Regions from separate parts of the Sus scrofa genome. Here region 2 is linked to region 1. The links are chromatin contacts, called in public Hi-C maps. All regions are on one chromosome and are shown on one strand. The core of a region is the stretch at or near the end of the contact, and the rest is flanking DNA. Distances in the headings are between cores, read along the strand shown. Region 1 holds the start of MYCL (protein L-Myc). Region 2 overlaps MFSD2A (sodium-dependent lysophosphatidylcholine symporter 1).

Evidence for each region. Hi-C and Micro-C count contacts between places; a contact is called where the count stands out from the background.
Region 2: a Hi-C map of liver shows a contact between it and region 1, with 2.3 times the contacts expected there. The contact joins the enhancer-like site here to the promoter of MYCL in region 1. A contact is called at or near these places in 1 of 5 promoter capture datasets (liver), 23 of 47 Hi-C or Micro-C datasets (alveolar macrophages, brain, embryonic fibroblasts and 11 more) and 2 of 2 datasets of contacts at active chromatin or transcription factors (alveolar macrophages and skeletal muscle).

What each region holds. Positions count from the first base shown.
Region 1 is chr6:95,700,686-95,705,745 of Sscrofa11.1, reverse strand. It overlaps MYCL (protein L-Myc), which reads left to right and starts at 3,119. Exons shown (of 3, transcript XM_003127827.5): 1 at 3,119-3,312; 2 at 3,661-4,165. The coding sequence starts at 3,670.
Region 2 is chr6:95,752,731-95,757,790 of Sscrofa11.1, reverse strand. MFSD2A (sodium-dependent lysophosphatidylcholine symporter 1) reads right to left here. Exons shown (of 14, transcript XM_005656087.3): 14 at 4,546-5,000. The coding sequence ends at 4,937. Among named protein-coding and RNA genes, the nearest start is that of MFSD2A, 16 kb to the right of the region's middle. Within about 2 kb of position 2,325, at least 8 of the 83 cell types and tissues checked have an H3K27ac peak or open chromatin away from gene starts, as enhancers often do. A contact at or near this core is called in alveolar macrophages, liver and omental adipose tissue, where this site is marked.

The DNA.
Region 1 (5,060 bases), core at 1,870-4,369:
CATTTGTTACCTTGGTGAATTCATCACCATCCTGGGTCCAGACATCACTCAGAAACCAGAGCCGTTAGACCTAAAAGCGGCAGCATCTCTGTGGAACAGACACACATTAACAGGGCTCATGAGACCGATATTTCAAATCAGATGCCAATTCATTAAGTTATAAGGGGAAGCAGGGCTTTGAAGCAGACTGGATCTTCCTGTTCGCTGATGAGTGTATTCTCTCCCTGTGGGCGGATCTACGTAGGGAACAGAGTGGTTTTCAGCAGGTTGCTTGGTGATCCAGAGCACGAGTGAAGTGGGGGGTGAACTGAGTGGTTTCAAAGAATGATGCCTCCATCTCTCTTGTTGCTGGACCAGCATCTTTGTCCCCAGACAGTGCCAGGACAGACACTCTGGTGATGGCCTTGACAGCCCTTCTGAATGGCACCTTCTTCTCTTTAGCTGCATTAATACCTTTGTTTAGGTTACAGTCTAGACTAAGCCTGACAGCTATTCTGTCTCCATCAAGTGGACCAGCATATTTCTGCTTTAAAGCAGTAGAGGCTTGGGTCCAAACAGGCAACACATTTACCAAACACCCACAGCCTAGATGTGCCAGGCTCTGTTCTAAGCCCTGGAATTACAGTGGTCAACAAGACTGCCATTTGTCCCTGCCCTCATTAAGCTTACAGTCTGGTGAGGAAGTCAAAGCATGCACAGTGAAGGAGCAGCCTACCTCTCAGAAGACAACTTAATTTATCCTCTTTTTTTTTTTTTTTTTTTTTTTTGCTTTTTAGGGCTGAAACCAAGGCATATGGAGGCTCCCAAGCTAGGGGTTGAGTCAGAGCTACAGCTGCTGGCCTACGCCACAGCCACAGCAATGCAGATCTGAGCCGCGTCTGCGAGCTACACCATAGCTCACGGCAACACCAGATCCTTAACCCACTGAGTGAGGCCAGGGATTGAACCTGCAACCTCATGGTTCCTAGTCTGCTGCAACATAAGAACTCCTATCCTCGTTCTTGAGGTGAGGCCACCCCTTGGTCGTCCTCAGATATCACCCTCTATCAACCATGGGGAGGGCCTGTTGAGTAAGGAATCTCATCTAGAGAAAGAAGACCCATTTTCCAAGCATATATTTCTAATCTCCCATGGGTTATATGCCCCAAATCCTTCCAATAAAGTGATTTTCTGCTTAAATTTATCTGTCACTTATAACCAAAAACTCTGGTACAGCAATCATTTCAGGCATCTGCGAACCAGAGAACAAGTCCATAAAAGGCAGTTCCAATCCCTCTGCCTTGAGGCTGCAACCAAACCTGCAACCTTTCCGAGCTGTGCCTTCCATTCAGCACAAATCGGTGTGGTGTACACAGGCTATCTCAATAAAATCTGGTTGCCTGAATCACTCAGGAAGTTCAGTCAGAAGCTGTTCTATGTATTGAGATTGCAAAGCTACCAAGAGCTAGTTGCTGCCTTGGAAGATGCCCACATGCACCTGACATACAGCAAAACTGAGGGTGTCATCTTCCTTGTCTTTTCTCTCAACCTATGTATCAACTTACAACTGGTATCCCATGCTCCAACCACAATGAACTACTTGCACATCTCACATCCCTCTGCCAGGATGTCGACAGTGAGGAGTTTGGTGCTCTTAGACCATGGGGAGGGAGAGACAGACAGCAGGTAATCAGGCTGCTGTTTGTAGACCAGACCTTGAATGCCAGTTAGAGCATTCTAGATGTACGGGCTGCTATCCCAGGTTAGTTTCCTTGGTCTAAATAGAACGCTCCTATAGTTTAGCTTTTCCTCTTCTCCTTTTTTTTGTCTTTTGTCCTTTTAGGGCTGCACCCGTGGCATATGGAGGTTCCAAGGCTAGGGGTCTAATGGGAGCTACAGCTGCCGGCCTACACAGCCATAGCAACGCCAGATCCGAGCCACATCTGTGACCTACACCCGATCCTTAACCCACTGAGCGAGGCCAGGGATGGAACCTGCAACCTCATGGTTCCCAGTCAGATTCGTTTCCCATGCGCAACGAACGGGAACTCCACTTTTCCTCTTCTATTGAAGGAAGTCTGCACAGAAGAGGAGAAGAGGACACAAGGCTTATACCTCCATCATTTTAAACAGACATGCAGAGCTACAAGCAAAGTTCCCATTTTACACATAAGTAAACAGAGGCTTCAAATGACTTGGCTCTACAGCTACCAAGTGGCAAATTGAAGGCTTGAAAGAAGTTTCCAGACCGCAAATCCCCATTCTTTCCTCTACTAGTACAGCTCCTACAGCGAGTTTTGTGTGTGGTGTGAGGGGGGGGAATCTCAGCTCTGGCCTGGTCTTGGGGAAAAATTCTCCTTACCACCCACATCAGGGGCTAAGTTTGTTCTACTTGCCTCTCTTGGCCTAGTTCCCTTCACTAGATACTCTGTCTTCTTAAATTCTCACAACAATCCTGTGGGATATTACCATCCCTTCATTTTATAGATGAGACCAAGGCTCAGCAAGGTTAAGTTTCAGGATCCAAAGTTTGGGGTCCTCACCACCTTACTTCGCTGAGGTCTGTCCAGGTTTAGGAACACTAGCTGATGAAACGGACCAGAGGGTGATGAAGCGGTTGCTGGGGACCAGTCCCACTTCAGGACCAAGGGCCACCAGGTGGCGTGGTGGACGTTTGGCTGCCCCCACCCTACCTCGCCAGACGCACCAGAACGACAGGAGGCGAGCCCGAGGAAGTAGGCTCGCGGGGCGGGGAGTAGTTCTCTTCTCCAGCCCAGAGTCTGCAAGTAGCGCGCGTTTCCCTCGGCCTCCAGAGGACCACCCGGGCCTCGCTCAAGAGTTACGCCCCCATCAGGCAACCGCCGGGCTGCATCAGCTTGCCGCCTCTTCTGCGCTCCCCAGTGTGCAATCCATTTTGAGAGATACAGGGAACAGAACAGGAGAGAGTAGCCACGATCCGGGCGCGGGGCGGGGGACTGGGGGGGGCTGAGACTCCACCGCCCCCACCTGTCGACCGGGAGGGGCGGGGAAGGGCGGGGCTTGTCCCGTAGGGCCCGCCCCCGGTCCCTGAGCCCTGGGCGCGCGACGAGATATAAGGCAGCCGGGAAACAATGCGCCTGCATCTCGCGCTCCCGCGCCGCTCCCGGGAGCGTCCCGGCAGCCGTGCGCGAGTGAAGGCGGGAGCGCGCGCGCGGGGGGCGAGCTCCTGAATGCGGGCCGCGCGCTCGGTGGCGCGCATGTGCATGTGTGCGGGCTGCCGGGCTGCCGGGCTGCCGGGCTGCCCCGAGCCGGCGGGGAGCCGGTCCGCTCCAGGTGGCCGGCAGCGGGAGCGAGGTGAGGCTGCGGGCGGCCAGGGTACGGGCGCCAGTCCCGGGGGGGCGGGCTGCAGGCTGCCTTTAGGGCACAGCGCGCCCCCGCCCGGCCCGGCCGGGCCCTGGGAGCTGCGCTCCGGGCGGCGCTGGCAAAGTTTGCTTTGAACTCGCTCCCCGCAGCCTAGACCGCGCGCAGTGAGCGGCTTCCTTGGGCACTCTGACCCAGGGCCGGGCTGCTCCGGACACTAGAGAAAGACGCGAGAGGTTGGGGAGGGAGAAGAGCCTGGCAGCAGGCTGTGCTGGAGGGCCGAGGGACGCCTCCCTCCCTGAGCCCGCAGCGGGGTCAGCACGTCCCCCTTCCCTCCCGCAGGGAGCGGACATGGACTTCGACTCGTACCAACACTATTTCTACGACTATGACTGCGGGGAGGATTTCTACCGCTCCACGGCGCCCAGCGAGGACATCTGGAAGAAATTCGAGCTGGTGCCGTCGCCCCCCACGTCGCCGCCCTGGGGCTCCGGTCCTGGCGCCGGGGACCCGGCCCCGGGAATTGGTCCTCTGGAGCCGTGGCCCGGAGGGGGTGCTGCGGACGAGGCAGAAATCCGGGGTCACTCGAAAGGTTGGGGCAGGAACTACGCCTCCATCATCCGCCGTGACTGCATGTGGAGCGGCTTCTCGGCCCGGGAACGGCTGGAGAGAGCGGTGAGCGACCGGCTTGCCGCTGGCGCTCCCCGGGGAAACCCGCCCAAGGCTCCCGCTGCCCCAGACTGCGCTCCCAGCCTCGAAGCCGGCAGTCCGGCACCCGCTGCCCCTTGTCCGCTGGGCGAGCCCAAGACCCAGGCCTGCTCGGGGTCCGAGAGCCCAAGCGACTCGGGTAAGGACCGCCCTGGGCCATCCAAGAGGGGGGCACCCCATGGGTGGCCAAACCTCTGCCGCTGAGGTCAGGCACTGGATCTGCGCAAGCCTTTCTGCCACCTCCCCCTTCCTCTGGCTGAAGCTGCCGGTGTAGCCCCCAGCGGTGTCTGTCTGGCACGTGGGTGTGTTAGTAAACAGTTTGAAGTAGTGGCGTGGGAGCCAGCGTCCCTTTGATGATGATTGGAGCCCCGGGGGACAAGGGAGACTGGGTGAGGCTTGGCACTTAGAGAGGACAATACTGGGATTGAGCCGTAGGGGATTTTTGTCCTCCAGAGGCTGGAAGTGGTCCCTTAAGGGTCACTCCAGGCTTGACTTTTTTTGTTGCTGTCTCTTTCCCTGGGAAACTCACTCCCCTAGGGAGAGGAGCCCCTCAGGAGCCTTTTGTGCAAAGAAGAAGCCTTCATCCTTTCAAAAACCTGGTCTCCTGCCTGCTTTACTTTAAAATGGCAATAATGGCTCCTCTTGCACCTCCGCCTGTTACTATGTGTACATCCACATCACCCCTGAAACAGGTATTGAAGGAATGACCACTCCCCATTAACAGATGGAAACACTGAGGCTTAGAAATAGGAAATCACCATACGTGAACCCCAGCTTCCCACCATCTAGCCAGCCTCCTTTGCCCAATCCTCCATCCCAACCAGGCACTTCTCTGATGTTTAGAGGACCTCAGTGGTAGTTTATGTGAGAAAGGCAGCCACTTGCCTTTTTGCTTTGGCCTGAGGTGAGAAGGTGTTCCTCTAGCTCCCTCCCAATTCATCCGAGGGCTTCAGCTACTTCATTTGTATTCAGCAAATGTTCACTGGCCCCTACTTTGTGCCAAGCCCTGGGCTTGGTTCTGGCGTCACAGATCT
Region 2 (5,060 bases), core at 1,076-3,575, 53 kb before region 1:
TTTTTTTTTAAGGGCTGAAAGCAAGACTTATGGAGGCTCCCAGGCTAGGGCCAAATTGGAGCTGCAGTCGAGGGCGTATGCCACAGCCACAGCAATGCGGGATCTGGATTCTGAACCTACTGTGCCATTACCTTGGAATTTTTTATGCTGTCTCTTCTATCTGCAGTGCTTTCCCCGAGCCTCTTCAAATGTCTGGCTGTGGAGTTCCCGTTGTGGCTCAGCAGAAATGAATCTGACTAGCATCCATGAGGATGCAGGTTTGATCCCTGGCCTTGCTCAGTGGGTTAAGGATCCAGCATTGCCGTGAACTGTGGTATGGGTCGCAGACTCAGCTCCGATCTGGTGTTGCTGTGGTTGTGTCGTAGGCCAGCAGCTATAGTTCTGATTCTACCCCTAGCTTGGGAACCTCCATATGCCATTGGTGCAGCCCCAAAAAGCAAAAAAAAAAAAAAAAAAAAAAAAAAAAAGTCTGGCTGTATCTCCTTCTCCATCACTTTCTCAGAATGTTCTTTCCTGAGCACCTGATTTACAATAACCTCCACACCCGTCAGTACCCTCTATAAAGCACCCTACTTATTTCTTTTACAGTGCTTATTGCAATCTGAAAATGTCTTATTTGCATGACCAGTTATTTGTCATTGGTCCTCACCAAGAATGTAAACTCTGTTTTGTTCACCACTCTGTCCTCAGAACCTAGTCCATGCATGACTCAGAGCAGAGTTGGTGCACTATAAATATTTTTTCCATCGGAGTTCCCATTGTGGTTCAGCGGTAACAAACCCAACTACTATCCATAAGGATGTGCGTTCGACCCCTGGCCTCACTCAGGGTTGCGATGGGTTAAGGATCCAGTGTTGCAGTGAGCTGTGGTGTGGGTCGCAGATGTGGCTCAGATCTGGTGTTTCTGTGGCTATGGCATAGGCTGGCAGATTCAGCTCCGATTGGACCTCTAACCTGGGCATTTCCATATGCCATGGGTGCAGCTCTAAAAAGCAATACATACATACACACACACACACACACACATACATGCATACATATTTGTTCCATAAATGTGTAGCCCAGGCCTACAGCCAGTCAATGACAGATCCTTCTTTGCAATATTAAAAGATGTTTCTCCTTTCTTCCAGCAGGTGGCGCCAAAGCCTCACCTGGTCCTTTGCAGGGATCAGGCGTGGTAACACGTGGTTGCCAGGGCTTGGGGCAGCTGGAGAGTAAAGTGGGAGAGGCAGAATTTGTTGTAATGTTGCCGGATCCAAACACTGAGGAAGCTGAGATGGCACATCCTCCAAAAGACAGGAAGCTATGAGCTTTCCAAAAGGCCTGGAGCAGCCAATGACTCAAGGGGTCTCTGGGATCCCAGTTTGCTTTCCCTCTTCCCCCACCTATCCCACCGCCTCTATCATCAACCCAAAAGTCAGCCAGGGGTCTTTGAGGAGGAGAGCAACTTTTTGTGCTCATGAAACTGGATAGAGGCAGGGATTTTTAATTCCAAATCCCCATTTTACAGTTGGGGGAAAGGGAGACAGGAAGCCTCATAGTGGATCAGTGGGAGTTGGGTCTGGCTTACAAAGCCCTCCGCGTTCTTAGTTCGTTCATTCAGCTCCAGTCCCCTACTCTTCCCTTCCATGCCTAGAGGGCTCTGGGCTCCATGTGGGCAATCATGAGATCATGACGAGGAAGGCACGGATTTCCCAGAGCTGCCGCAAAGATGCAGGGGGCAGGAGGAGCTTTTGAAAAGCCTGTGTGTGAGAAGGTGGCTATGCTCACCACTGTACTACCAATGCACAAGAGGCATGCTGGAGCAAGACACGCTGGCCCGGGGTCTGCCTGGGGCATCAGGGACCAGAGGTGTGTTCCTGGGCCAGGCAGGTAGCCTGCAAAAGGGGCTGGGAGAAGTCGGCAGGGGTCTTGGATTTCCTCCAAGACAATGAGGGCTCAATGAACGGGCTCTAAATAGGAGAGTTACTCGGTTATCTTGCATTGCTTGCAGAAGGAATCAAATCTGATTGAGGAGATCAAATCAGACAGAGGCCAGTAAGGACACTGGTATAATCATTTAGGTGAGAGAAGATAAGACCTGAGAAGTAATTGCAGGGAAGGAAAAGAAGCAAGCTTGGGTGGTTTAGGAAACTAAAAATAATCTTTCTCTTTTAAAGACCGGATTTGGTGGTTATTGATCAGAATGGAGGGAGAAGGGAGGTGTGAGTGGGCCTCTTGCGGAGATCATCTTGGGATTCTTGAATGCTCCAGCTATGGAGGTCAGACCAGAGCCCAGGGCTCCTGCTCTACTAAGGAAGACTCTGACCCTGAGGGCAGCTCCAAAAGCATCTGGACCTGGTGTGGCAGTGGCGAAAATGTTGGTTCACGTAATAGCCTAAAGCAGTGGTCAAGAGCACAGGTCCTAAGCCAGATAGCTTTGCTTCAAATATCAGCTAACTTTCTGTGGCTGAATTTTCTTATCTGCAAAATGGGAGTTAACTATGTACCTAACTCAGGGAAGTTATGAGGACTAATTAAATTGATATTTGTTAAGCATGTGTAATGGTGCCTGTTATTAACACTTATAAGTTTTTTCTTTTTGTTTTTTTTAGGCTTTTTGTTTTGTTTTGTTTTTAGGGCCACACCTGTGGCCCATGGAAGTTCCCAGGCTAGGGGTCAAATCGGAGCTACACCTGCCAGCCAACGCCACAGCCACAGCAACACAGGATCTGGGCTGAGTCTGCGACCTACACCAAAGCTCACAGCAACACCAGATCCTTAAGCCACTGAACGAGGCCAAGGATCGACCCTGCAACCTCATGGTTCCTAGTCGGATTTGTTTCTGCTGCTCCACAATGGGAACTCCAACACTTATAATTATAAAAGTGGTTGGGGGGTTCTCACTGTGGCTCAGTGGTAACAAAACTGACTAGTATCCATGAGAATGTAGGTTCAACCCCTGGCCTCGCTTGGTAGGTTAAGGATCTGGCATTGCTGTGGCTGTGGTGTAGGTCTAGCTGCAGCTCCGCTTGGACCCCTAGCCTGGGAACTTTCATATGACACAGGTACGGCCCTTAAAAAAAAAAAAAAAAAAAAAAAGAGCAGTTGGGCAGAACTTCATCTGAAATGTGGAGCCCTGGAGATCGGCTATGGCGCAACAGGATCAGCGGCATCTCTGCTGCCACCAGGATGCAGGTTCCATACCTGGCCAGGCACAGTGGGTTAAACGATCCAACATTGCCACAGCTATGGCATAAGTCACAACTGCAGCTTGGATCTGATCCCTGGGCTGGGAAATCTATATACTGCAGGGTGGCCAAAAAAAGGGGGCATGGGGAGCCAGATACCCAAAGTAAAAACCAAGGCTAGGAGTTCCTGTTGTGGCTCAGTGGTAGCAAACCCCGGACTAGTATCCACGAGGATATGGGTTCCATCCCTGGCCCCGCTCAGTGGGTTAAGGATCTGGTGTTGCTGTGAGCTGTGGTGTAGGTCACAGACTCGGACTCGGAGCCTGCATTGCTGTGGCTCTGGTGTAGACTGGTGGCTATAGCTCTATTTAATCCCTAGCCTGGGAACTTCCATGTCCTGTGGGTGTGGCCCTAAAAAGCAAAAAACAAACAAACAAAAAACAAAAACTAAGCATAACTCATCTAAACATGTCCCTTTTCCATACCTCATTTATCCAGCTATATAATATAATGTAGAGGTTGGACTGGCAGCCTCTGATCCTGCCAAGGTTGCCTTCCTGAATTTTGGAGCTTGGCCTAAGTGTATGAAACCTTAGAACTTGCTAGGGCAAGCTCTTACCAGCTTGTGAGAGCCAATTATTGCAAATTTAGTAATTTTGCAGGACAGCACAACCGTTGGTAACTGGAAAGTGGGTGGAGTGTTTACACCATGGAAATAGGTGAATGCTACAAGCAAGGCCTTCCTACCACCCTGCTCCCTGCCACCAGTGGTGAGACCCCCTCCCCTCAACCCACACACACTCCCAGCTGGGCACATTCTTGCCTTCCAATGCTGTCATTCTCAGTGGTGGAGAAAGAATCCCAGGCCTCTGGGGACCCCAGAGGGCCCCAGTCATGGAGTCTGCCCTAGCACAGCCAGCCCCATTGCTCAGGCACGCACAGGGCGGGAAGCACAGCACACAGGCCTGGGCAGAGCCAACTGGTTGTTCTCACACGCAGGGGAGCAGTGGGTGGTGGCTAAGGCATCGGAGTCTCATAGACCTGGGATGTTATTCCAGTGAGGTCATTCTTGGCTGCGTGAGCTTAGCCACATCCCTTCTCAACACACGGGGGGCTCAGTTTCCTCATCTTTAAAATGGGGATGATCCTGACTCAGCCCGATGGTTTCTGGGATTTAAGTGAGAACACCAGCAAAGTGAGCAGAAAGCTTTCACACGGGGCCTGGCACACGCAGGTGTTTAGTAAAGCTTAGCTGATGTTATCACCCCCTCCACATACATTCTTGCACCCCGGGGCACCTGCAGCTGTCCTCCCTCTCAATCTGAGTCTTGGTACAGAACGGCTCAGTGAGTAGCCAAGGACAAAGACAGAAACAGGCAGCTTTCTAGCTTTTATGAAAATTAATAACATTAATAGCTCACAGACATATATACATAAACATACATTGCTATGTACACAGTCATTAAGTTATTAATTAGTCTCTGTATAAAAGGTTTCTACATTTAGTGTTCCGGGCTAGGCCCGATCAGTCCTTGGCATATTCACAGTAGCAGCCCCTGGGCTCAGCCCCATGGGCAGGTGGCCCTATGAAGAGCATGCCCCCATTGTGGGCACAGGTGTCCTGGGTCACTTTCTTGTGAGTCTTTGGTTCCCTTCCTGGCATCTGGAGACCAGCTGGTCAGTGAGCAGGCAAGTAGGCCGGGACTCCTCGTGCGGCCTGGTAACCCAGACCCTGGGCGTGGTGGCTTCAGGTCACCCAGCAGGCCCTAGAGGATGCTGGCCAGTTCTGTAGAGTCTGTTTCAGAGCAGCCTGAGCTGCTGGCCTCTTCCCTGCAAGAACCAGAGGAGACGGGTTGGAAAAAGCATCCCCTCCCACCAGCTTGTTCCCTG